2 separate regions of the Sus scrofa genome follow, and region 1 is linked to region 2. A link is a contact called in public promoter capture Hi-C data. All regions are on one chromosome and are shown on one strand. Each heading gives the region's core, a stretch centred on a gene start, on an enhancer-like site or on the middle of the called end of the contact. The rest is flanking DNA. Distances are from core to core; before and after follow the strand shown.

Region 1 (4,626 bases), core at 1,583-4,082, 130 kb after region 2:
CCTCAGGAAAGAGTCAGTCTTTTTAAAAAAGTGAATCAGATCATATCTGTCTCCTTTTTTTTCTTTTGTCTTTTTGCCTTTTCTAGGGCCACTCCTGCAGCATATGGAGATTCCCAGGCTAGGAGTCTAATTGGAGCTGTAGCCGCTGGCCTACACCAGAGCCACAGCAACGTGGGATCTGAGCCGCGTCTGTAACCCATACCACAGCTCATGGCAACACCGGATCCTTAACCCACTGAGCAAGGCCAGGGATCGAACGTGCAACCTCATGGTTCCTAGTTGGATTCGTTAACTACTGTGCCACTACGGGAACTCCATCTGTCTCCTATTTTAAAACCTTTCAATATCTTCTGCACTGATGTGAAGATAAAGGTCTTACATCCTTGGGAGTTCCCATTGTGGCTCAGTGGTAATGAACCTGGCTAGTATCCATGAGGACGTGCGTTTGATTCCTGGCCTCACTCAGTGGTTTAAGGATCTGGCATTGCTGTGAGCTGTGGTGTAGGTCAGTTGCAGCTCAGGTCCTGCATTGCTGTGGCTGTGGTGTGGGCTGGCAGCTACACCTCCGATTCAACCCCTAGCCTAGGCCCTAGCAGATGCAGCCCTAAAAGGGGGGGGGGGGCAAAAAAAATCCCAGTAAAACCTGTATATTATAGAGTAACCATTTTTTTAAAAAACGGTCTTAAATCCTTATTAGATGGTGTGCTCTAGTTTTTGCCTGCCTTTTCAGTTATTGTCCCCTTGATTACATTGCTTCAGTCCTATGGACCTTCTTTCAGTTCCTCTAATACTCCATGTTCTTTCCTGCTTCAGGTTTTCACACCTTTGTCCTTTGCCTATAAAGTTCTTTGTTCATTTCTTGACCCAGCTAACGTATCTCCCAGGTCTCATGAAACATTCCTATTGTCAGATAACTTTCCCTGACTTTCTAGCCTAGGTTAGCGCTACCTTTCATAGATGCCTTTATAGCACCCCATCCCTGTTCACAGCATTCATCCCACTTTTTATTATTTGTTCAGTGTCTGTTCTGTTCTGATTATTTGTTCTGATAGACCTCAAATAAACCTCATGAGGGTTGGAACATCACGTTTGATCATTTTCTCTCCACACCTAGCTAGCTACATTGCCACATAAAATTGATTAGCTCCACCCTGAACTCCCCTGTCTTTCTTCTTACAGCAGCCTATTACAGTGCGTGAAGGCCAGACCATCTGTGTCCGTTTCTGGCGATGCAGCAATTCCAAGAAGGTGTGGTATGAGTGGGCTGTGACAGCACCTGTCTGTTCTGCTATTCACAACCCCACAGGCCGCTCCTACACCATTGGCCTCTAGCCCTGCCTGCAAGTGTCTAAAACCTTAGAAGCAGCTTCAGGTTCTACTCCTGTAGCACAGAAGGTGCAGTACACCATGGGTTCTGATTTGCCTTGCCCATCAGAGAGGAGCATTTCAGTCAGCTTTCCTACCTTAGGCCATGGGCAAAGGGTGAGAATTGCAGGGCTTGCGCTGCCAACCTGTGAAGACCTCTGGCTAAGGCATGAGGAGTTTGTGCTGGATCTGAGGCTGCTCCAACAGGCACTCAGCCTCAAGTGCTCCCTGGAATAGCCCTGAGAACATGTGGATTGAACAAATTTTCAGCCTTTTTCCCTGCCCATCTCTGTTCCTGTTTTGGTGGTTTTGTGTAAGGAGGAAATACAAATAAAGTGAAGTTATGGCCTTTCCTGCTCCAACCCTGTTGCCCCCTGCCTGTTTCTCCACCCCTTACTTACACAAATTCAGACCTGTGCTCTTTTCCAAGACACGAAGGGACCTTGCTTTATTTCCTATTTAAGAAGCTTAGTGGTGACTCTTGGACTCCCAGGTCCAGCTACAGTGCGGTCTTATCCATTAGGACCTGTGATAAGGCTCTTGTCTGGGGACAGGGCAGGGTGCTGCCATGAAGAAAGATGGGGTAGTGAGTGAAGCCAGCCACCCTTTCACCTTCCTGAGCTGCTGCACTGCCAGCTCCTTTGTTACTTCTTGGGAGAAATACTGGAAGTTACCCAGACTCCTGCAGCCAGAAGCCGCATATTTTGTTTGAATAAAATCACAGGGTTAAAGTTGGAAATCCTCAGACATAATCCAGTTCTACATTTACAGAGGAAGGATTTGAAATTGGTACAATGATATAAAGTTAATATACCAAATTAGGACTCAACATGATTCCTCTCACTTCGTGGCCCTCTCCATGTTTTAACCAGCTACGTTTCTGGCAGCTGAAGTCTTAGGGTTCTGGAAGCCCTTGGGTCATGAGTGTGGACAATTCCTTCTCTTTATGGTTAGAGGGATGAGTATTGTTGCACCCAAAGAGTCACTTGCGAAACTCTTTTCTTGTGGTTTCGAGGTGTGTGGGGCACTGATTTGAACTGAAGGTATGTGAGCTGTAGGACCAGGCAGAATGTGGAAGACTAATCTGACCGACTAATCAGGTCCAAGCGCTGAGGACAGAAGGCGGCGGCTAGGAGAGAATGTAGACAGAATGAGGATGTGGAGCCCAGCATTCCTCCCCACGTGAAGCAAATGCAGTTGCTCTCTATAAAGCCGTCCTGGATAAGCTTAATGAGACCCCGTCTTGCCAAAATAGAATAGGGACCGGCAAGGACGTCACTGTACCTCCCCGTTGGCTCCGCCCACAGCGTTGACCTAGCTTCAGGAGTGCGGGGGAGCTGGGCAGGCGAGTCCTTGCCGCGTCTGCGCCGGGTTTCCCCGCCCTGTCGCAAGCCATTTAACCAATGAGAGCGATGGGCGGATGTCTAAAGCTTCTGCTTTTCCCCAGTCTTGGAAAGGTTAGCCAATCAATGGGAACTTGATGGTTGCTAAGAGACCTTTGAGCTTGGCTCCACCCTTGCTTAGGATTTTAGCCAATGAAAATCTGTACTTTGGACTGTTGCCGCTAAACCGGAGAGGTTCGTTCTGCCGCCTGAATGTTTCCGCGCCTGCGCAGATCGGGGAAGGTTCTGGAAGACTGTGGAGCTGCCGCCATTTTGCGGGAAGTGGAGCAGCTCCGGTTGCTGTGGTGCTTTTATTGCGGAGTGTCTGGAAGAGAGACATACTTAGCACCCTCCGACACACCCAGAGGAACCGAAGGAACCGGGGTCCCCCTGCGGGGACCCGGAACTGGTAAGAAACCCCGAAACCGGTCCCCCCGTCGCGACGTCACCTATGCGTGACGTTGTCGCACGGCCCCTCCCCCTTACGTCAGAGGCAGAAAATGGCGTTAAGAGCAGAATGGGGCAAACTTTTAAAATAAATTTTTTTTGGCTTTCTTTGATCTGGAAGTGTTCGCTACTTAATTGTTGTCCACTGGCACTGTATTAGGGATCGGCAGCCTCGTGGCTGTGTCTACCGATGAAAGACTGTTTCAAGGATCCCCGTGACTGATCCCTTTCCAGGTTCCCACATTGCTGATGTTTAGAGTCCCACGTACTGTGGAGGGACAGTCTCAGAGGACACTTGGGATCGGTTTTCAGGCCCTAGTGGCACTACTCAGAGAGATGAGGGAATTGAGATTTATTCCTCAGTGTCTGAAGTTTCACGTTCCGTGTTTGGTCACTGCTCACACATTCCGTGGCGGCGGTAGAGGAATATAGTGAGGCCACAAACGAGGTTTCAGCATCAGGATACCGGCCCTCGCAGAGATGCTGCCCGTCGGTTACTTGTAGGTCCGTGTTTTGAAATGTGGCCTTGGCTTGTTACACAGCGTGGGGAATGTTTTTATCTTTTTCATTGTTGCTGTACTTAATTAAGCTGTCTTGTGCCCAGCTCAGTGACCGGACCCAGGAGATGGCGCTACCATCACCCCTGGAACTTCAGCGTTTGGTGAATTATGCCCAATCCAGGCCAACCGCGGTTCTTCATTCTCCTTTGCCCCCGCAGCAGTGGGACCCAAGCGCTGACGTGGGTCTTGACTGTGTGGCATGACAGGGTCCATGCAGCGCCATGGTTGTGGAACCCTAATGCAATTTTTCAGAGCAGGGTTGGAGGAAAGCAAAGTTTTAATGGATGGGATTGAATGGACTTTGACCAGTAATTAGGACTTAATTTGAAAACTTCCAACCAGAAAACTCATAATATTTTTAGAACATTTAGAAAGATAGATTAGACCCAGTGAGATTTCAAGTTGCAAAGTGTGCTGGTGTTATATATATGTGTGTGATTAAATAGATTCATTCGTTTCTGAAGTCTGAAAACTTTATTCCATAGGTAGGGGTTCACTTGTTGACTTATCTGAAGGTTTTCCTTTTTGGTAAGTTATTCTTATTCTCTACTAGCCACTGAACAGTTAAGAGCAGTTCTTGAAATCAGAAAGCATTTTATTTGGAGGGTTAAAGGCAGACTGTAAAAAATGAAGAACATTACGACGATTTGAAAATTTGTATTCCAACCAATAGGACTGAAAGGAACAGTCAGTAGATGAAAAACTTACTTTTAGAACTATTTTCCCACAATAGGCTGGGTAGCATATATTAAAATCAGCCTGGTTACGGATATATTGAAGCATATACTGTTACCGAATATCTGTAAGCCACACAATAAGGTGTGACTAATGGGACTGATTCATTTGATAAACCTATCAGAACATTAATTCTC
Region 2 (4,612 bases), core at 2,109-4,608:
CAGGGACACCAAGCGCCACAGCAGGAGCCGGAGTCGGAGCACACCTGTGCGGGACCGGGGTGGGCGCCGCTAGCCAGAAAACACTAGGGAGAGCTGCAGGCGTCAGCCACCCTGCCCCAGGGGGTTCAAGGCCACAGAGGGATAGGTACAATCTCCACCACCCTGGAACCAGGGGTCTTTCACATCTTTTGCCCAGTGATGAAGTATGGCTGCCACCTGTCCCCACATACCAAATGGAGCAGTGGCCAAGAATCTTCCCCACCACCACCCCGGTAATCTTATCTCTTGGGACTTAGCCCTCTCCTCTCTCTCATTTCCCATTAAGTCTGTGAGAGGGAAGAACTAGGTGAAGGAGGGAGGTGGTTGGCCCAGAGGTCGGGAGCAGCCAGGAGCCCCAAGCCTCTTGTTTTTCCTCCATCCTGCTCACCACCTGCTTTGGTACTCGCACCCACTTCTTGGGAACAGCCGGGGCCAGGACTGGGTCACCTATGAGCTGAATCAGCATCTCCTCCTGAGTCCCAGGGCCCCTGCAGTTCCCAGTCTCTTCAGTCCTGCAGCCCTTGCCTCCTGTCCACCGGTTCCACTTTATATCCACCTTTTCCTTTTGTTCAATTTTTATTTTTATTTTTTTTTATTATTAAATGATGTGGTCTATGGAAAATAATAAATCTGACTTAGTTTTAACTAGTGTGTGAGTGAGTGGCTTTCCTTGGACAGGGCCTGGGTGAGAGCCAAATTGAAGAGGAAGCTTGAGTATGCAGTGCAGCCGTGTTGCTGGCATTCCCTACACTTCACTTAGCCTCCTGCTTCCCGGAGCAGGGACTCACCACCCTCCCTCCATCCCTGCCACCGCAACTGCGGATCTTCCTCTCTAGAGGGTAGAGGGGAAGACCCCCTGGGAAGAGAGGGGTCCTTTCAGGGCTTCTCAGCCCTGTGCTAGAGGCGTTCGGTCACCTGCTTGGCACCTTGAAGGTGCCACCAGGGGGCGGCAGCCGCTCGCTCTGTAGGCTCCTGTAAATGAGCTTCCCCAAGAGGCTTCGCTCCCCACCTCCGTGCCTTCCCGCCGAGGCTGTGCCTTGATTCCTGACCTGTTCCCTGAGCCCAGCCCGAGGACTCCCTGGACCCTTACGCCGCGCTTAGGGTCCCCAGTCGGCTCGCTATGCTGCCCTGCACGGGCTCCCAAAATGCCACCGCCTCACGGCCGGGGTGTACAGCAGCTCCCAAGGCCGGACCGGGAACAAGGAGCGGGGAGCAGGGCCTCCGCAGTGGGCTCTCGACTCCCCGCCTCGCCGCACGCTCGCCCTTCACCCGGCTACTGGGGGCGTGCGGGCCGCTTTGCGTTCCTGGGTGCGCCCTCCCCACTAGCTCTTCGGAAACGGCCTGGCGCCGTGGCCTGGACGCCCTTCTGCCCTCCTGCCCCTCCGGGCGCTGCGGACCCCGGCCCAAAAGGGAGCCGCATCTGTATGCGCCCGGCGGCCGGCAGCGCCGAGGGGGCGGGCACCAACGCCGCCCCCGCCCCCGCCCCCGCCGCGCGGCCCGGGCTGGGCAGGGGAGGGTCGGAGGCTGGGCTCTCCTCTCCTGCGCGGCGCGGAGCCGCCTCGCTCCTCCGCAGGCGGAGCCTCCTTCCCCCGCCCCCTCCGTCTCGCTCCCTTGTTCTCAGCCGGGGCCGCTCAGACCTGCAGCGGAGCCGCGGCGCCCGCTCGGATCGGCTCGGGGCTGTGCCCCCCTGGGACCCGGCGGCTGGGGCCGGCGGAGACCGTCCCCGCCGGGCTGGGCCCCTCGGCACTGCCAGGTAAGGGCTTCTGCTCCGGAGCCCGCGGTCGGGAATTCGCGCAGGGGCAGCAGGGGGCCCGCAGCCTGCGGGTATCTTCAGAGCGGTGAGCGGTGCGCTCCGCGGCTGGGAGCCCACTGCCGGCTCCCTTCTCCCGCGCTCTCCAGCTTTCCCTTCTTCCCTCGCACCTCTCTCCCTCTTTTAACCATTTTCCTCTCCCTCGATCTCTCTTCACCCAGCCTTCTCTCTGCCTGTTTGCCTTCTCTGCCCCTTCCCTCTGTCTCCCCAACCCTTCTCTCTCCTTCTTACCCTGTCTTGCTCCATCTCCTCTTCCTCTTTGCTGTTTTCTTCCTCCACCTCTCTCTCCTTTCCCGTCTCTTCCTTTTCCCGCTCTCCTTTCCTTCCCCTGTTCCTTCTCTCTCCTCTCCCCTTCCCTTTCCCACTCTCCTATTTCCCACTCCTCTCTCCCTTTCCTTCTCCCTCCTCGTCCCGCCTCCCTCTCCGGTCGCCGGCTCGCCTCCGGCTTCCCTCTTCCCTCGGGAAGGAAAGGACTGTCAGGTGTGTGTCTGCTCTGGGGGAGGAGAGGCGCAGCCACAGCCACCTGGGGGGACCCCCTAGGAGGAGAGGGAGAAGACAGTGGTGGGAAGGGTCCTCTCTCTAGCTTCCATCCCACAGCCCCTCCTGGCTGCCCCCTCTCCCAGAATGAAGTTCTCCTCCAGGGTGGCCTGGTCTAACCCCCTCAGCTGAAGCTGCCCCTTCCTGTCCATCACACATACTGAAAGCCCCTCTGCCCTCTCAGCCACCCATTCTCTAGCCTGGTACCCATATGACTCCTCTCTGCTTTTCAGACACCCAGGCTGCCACCTTGGGTCTCTTTCCTTCTGTCTCTTGCTGCCATTCTGTCTCTGTCTCTGCAGCCAGTCCCTGAGTCTTGGTCTCAACCTCAATCACGCTGTGTCTCTAGCCTCTGGGTCTGCCTCTGCTCCCCCTCCCCGGTCTCCTGGCCTCTGCCACCCCTCTTCTTCCAGCTCTGGCCCCTACAATGCCTCATGAGTCCAGGTCTCCCTTCAAGGACTTCAGCTAGCAGTGTGTTAGGGTCAGTTTCTGGAGAGGCGGGGTTCTCTGTGGAGGAGGGACTTTCACAGGCTTTCAACCCTGTTTGAGGCTGCACTCCTTGTCCTCTCACCCTGACCCTAGGCACCCTCAGATCACACCTCCAGGAGTCCAGATCCCTTTATTTTAAGCCCTTTCCCTGGTAGCCCCCATTTCCTCCAGCCCCCAGCTGCATGCCCACCCTGGGAGAACAGGAGCCAGATTTGAGGTTCCCAGCCCTCCCAGCATACCCTCTCCTATTTTCTCCCCAAGCTTCTCTACTCACTTGACTGGCCGGAGATTTATCAGCTTGGAGGGCTGGAGGTGAATACAGGCAGAGCCTGGGTGGAGGGAAAGATCAGACTGCTTTCTGTCTTAGTCTGGTTTCTGGTCACTGGTGTTTCTGGTTCCTCGGAGGTCTGATCTTGAGCATCTAACTTTGGAGGGGGGAGGGTTAAGGGTTTCCTTGACCCTGAACAGCTACCTCTCCTGCAGGTGTGGATCCATGGGGTAGTCCCAAAGCATCTGCCCCTCTGCCCCAGGCAGCTCATGCCTTAACACCCAGGGGCAGTGAACAGAGCCCTGGCTGGTGCCCAAACATGTGGGGCCTGGTGAGGCTCCTGCTGGCCTGGCTGGGTGGCTGGGGCTGCATGGGGCGCCTGGCAGCCCCAGCCCGGGCTTGGGCAGGGTCCCGGGGAGGCCCAGGACCAGCACTGCTTCGGACCCGAAGGAGCTGGGTGTGGAACCAATTCTTTGTCATTGAGGAATATGCTGGACCAGAGCCCGTCCTTATTGGCAAGGTAAGGATCAAGCCTCCCATGTCTACCCTGACTCTCAAGGCTCTGCCCTGCAACTTCACTTCTGCAATGACCTTGGTCCCTCAGAACTCCCAACACTCCACCGAGGCCCAGACTTAGACTCTTTAACTTTCTGTCCCTGCGCTTGGAACCCGCTGCCATCTTTCCCTGACCCGTACAGCTGCACTCGGACGTGGACAGGGGTGAGGGCCGCACCAAGTACCTGCTGACGGGAGAGGGGGCAGGCACCGTATTTGTGATCGATGAGGCCACAGGCAATATCCATGTCACCAAGAGCCTGGACCGGGAGGAGAAGGCCCAGTATGTGCTACTGGCCCAAGCTGTGGACCGAGCCTCCAACCGCCCCCTGGAGCCCCCATCAGAGTTCATCATCAAGGTGCAAGACATTAATGACAATCCACCCATCTTTCCCCTCGGGCCATACCACGCCACAGTGCCCGAGATGTCCAACGTCGGTGAGTATCCCGAGTCCGGACATCGTGGATCCCACCTCCTAGAGCGCCCTCCCTCACCTCTCCCTCCCCCACCCCTTTCTGCCCCGGAAGCCACCTCCCTCAGTTCAGCCCCACTCATGTCTGGGTCCTGATCGTCTGCTGTTCTTCCCTACTTGGCTCTGCCCCTGCTGAGTGGGGTGCCGGGATCCCCCACAGGGACTTCAGTGATCCAGGTGACTGCTCATGATGCTGATGACCCCAGCTACGGGAACAGCGCCAAGCTGGTGTACACCGTGCTGGATGGACTACCTTTCTTCTCTGTGGACCCCCAGACTGGTGAGGCTAGAGCTCAGGAGCCGGGTGGGGCTGCCTTGGGACCAGGCACCCTCTGATCCATCATCTCTCCCTAGGAGTGGTGCGGACCGCCATCCCCAACATGGACCGTGAGACGCAGGAGGAGTTCTTGGTGGTGATTCAGGCCAAGGACATGGGTGGCC

What was found. Promoter capture Hi-C pulls out the DNA fragments that hold promoters and counts their contacts.
Region 1: a promoter capture Hi-C map of fetal liver shows a contact between it and region 2, with 2.2 times the contacts expected there. The contact joins the promoter of RBM23 here to the promoter of CDH24 in region 2. A contact is called at or near these places in 2 of 5 promoter capture datasets (fetal liver and fetal skeletal muscle), 3 of 47 Hi-C or Micro-C datasets (brain, heart right ventricle and liver) and 1 of 2 datasets of contacts at active chromatin or transcription factors (alveolar macrophages).

What each region holds. Positions count from the first base shown.
Region 1 is chr7:76,117,893-76,122,518 of Sscrofa11.1, forward strand. RBM23 (probable RNA-binding protein 23) reads left to right here and starts at 2,833. Exons shown (of 14, transcript XM_021099252.1): 1 at 2,833-3,156. The coding sequence starts at 2,961. PRMT5 (protein arginine methyltransferase 5) reads left to right here. Exons shown (of 17, transcript NM_001160093.1): 17 at 1,180-1,725. The coding sequence ends at 1,332.
Region 2 is chr7:75,988,547-75,993,158 of Sscrofa11.1, forward strand. CDH24 (cadherin 24) reads left to right here and starts at 3,359. Exons shown (of 12, transcript NM_001243615.2): 1 at 3,359-3,663; 2 at 3,842-4,136; 3 at 4,332-4,451; 4 at 4,526-4,612. The coding sequence starts at 3,463. It overlaps ACIN1 (apoptotic chromatin condensation inducer in the nucleus), which reads left to right. Exons shown (of 19, transcript XM_021099243.1): 19 at 1-688. The coding sequence ends at 73.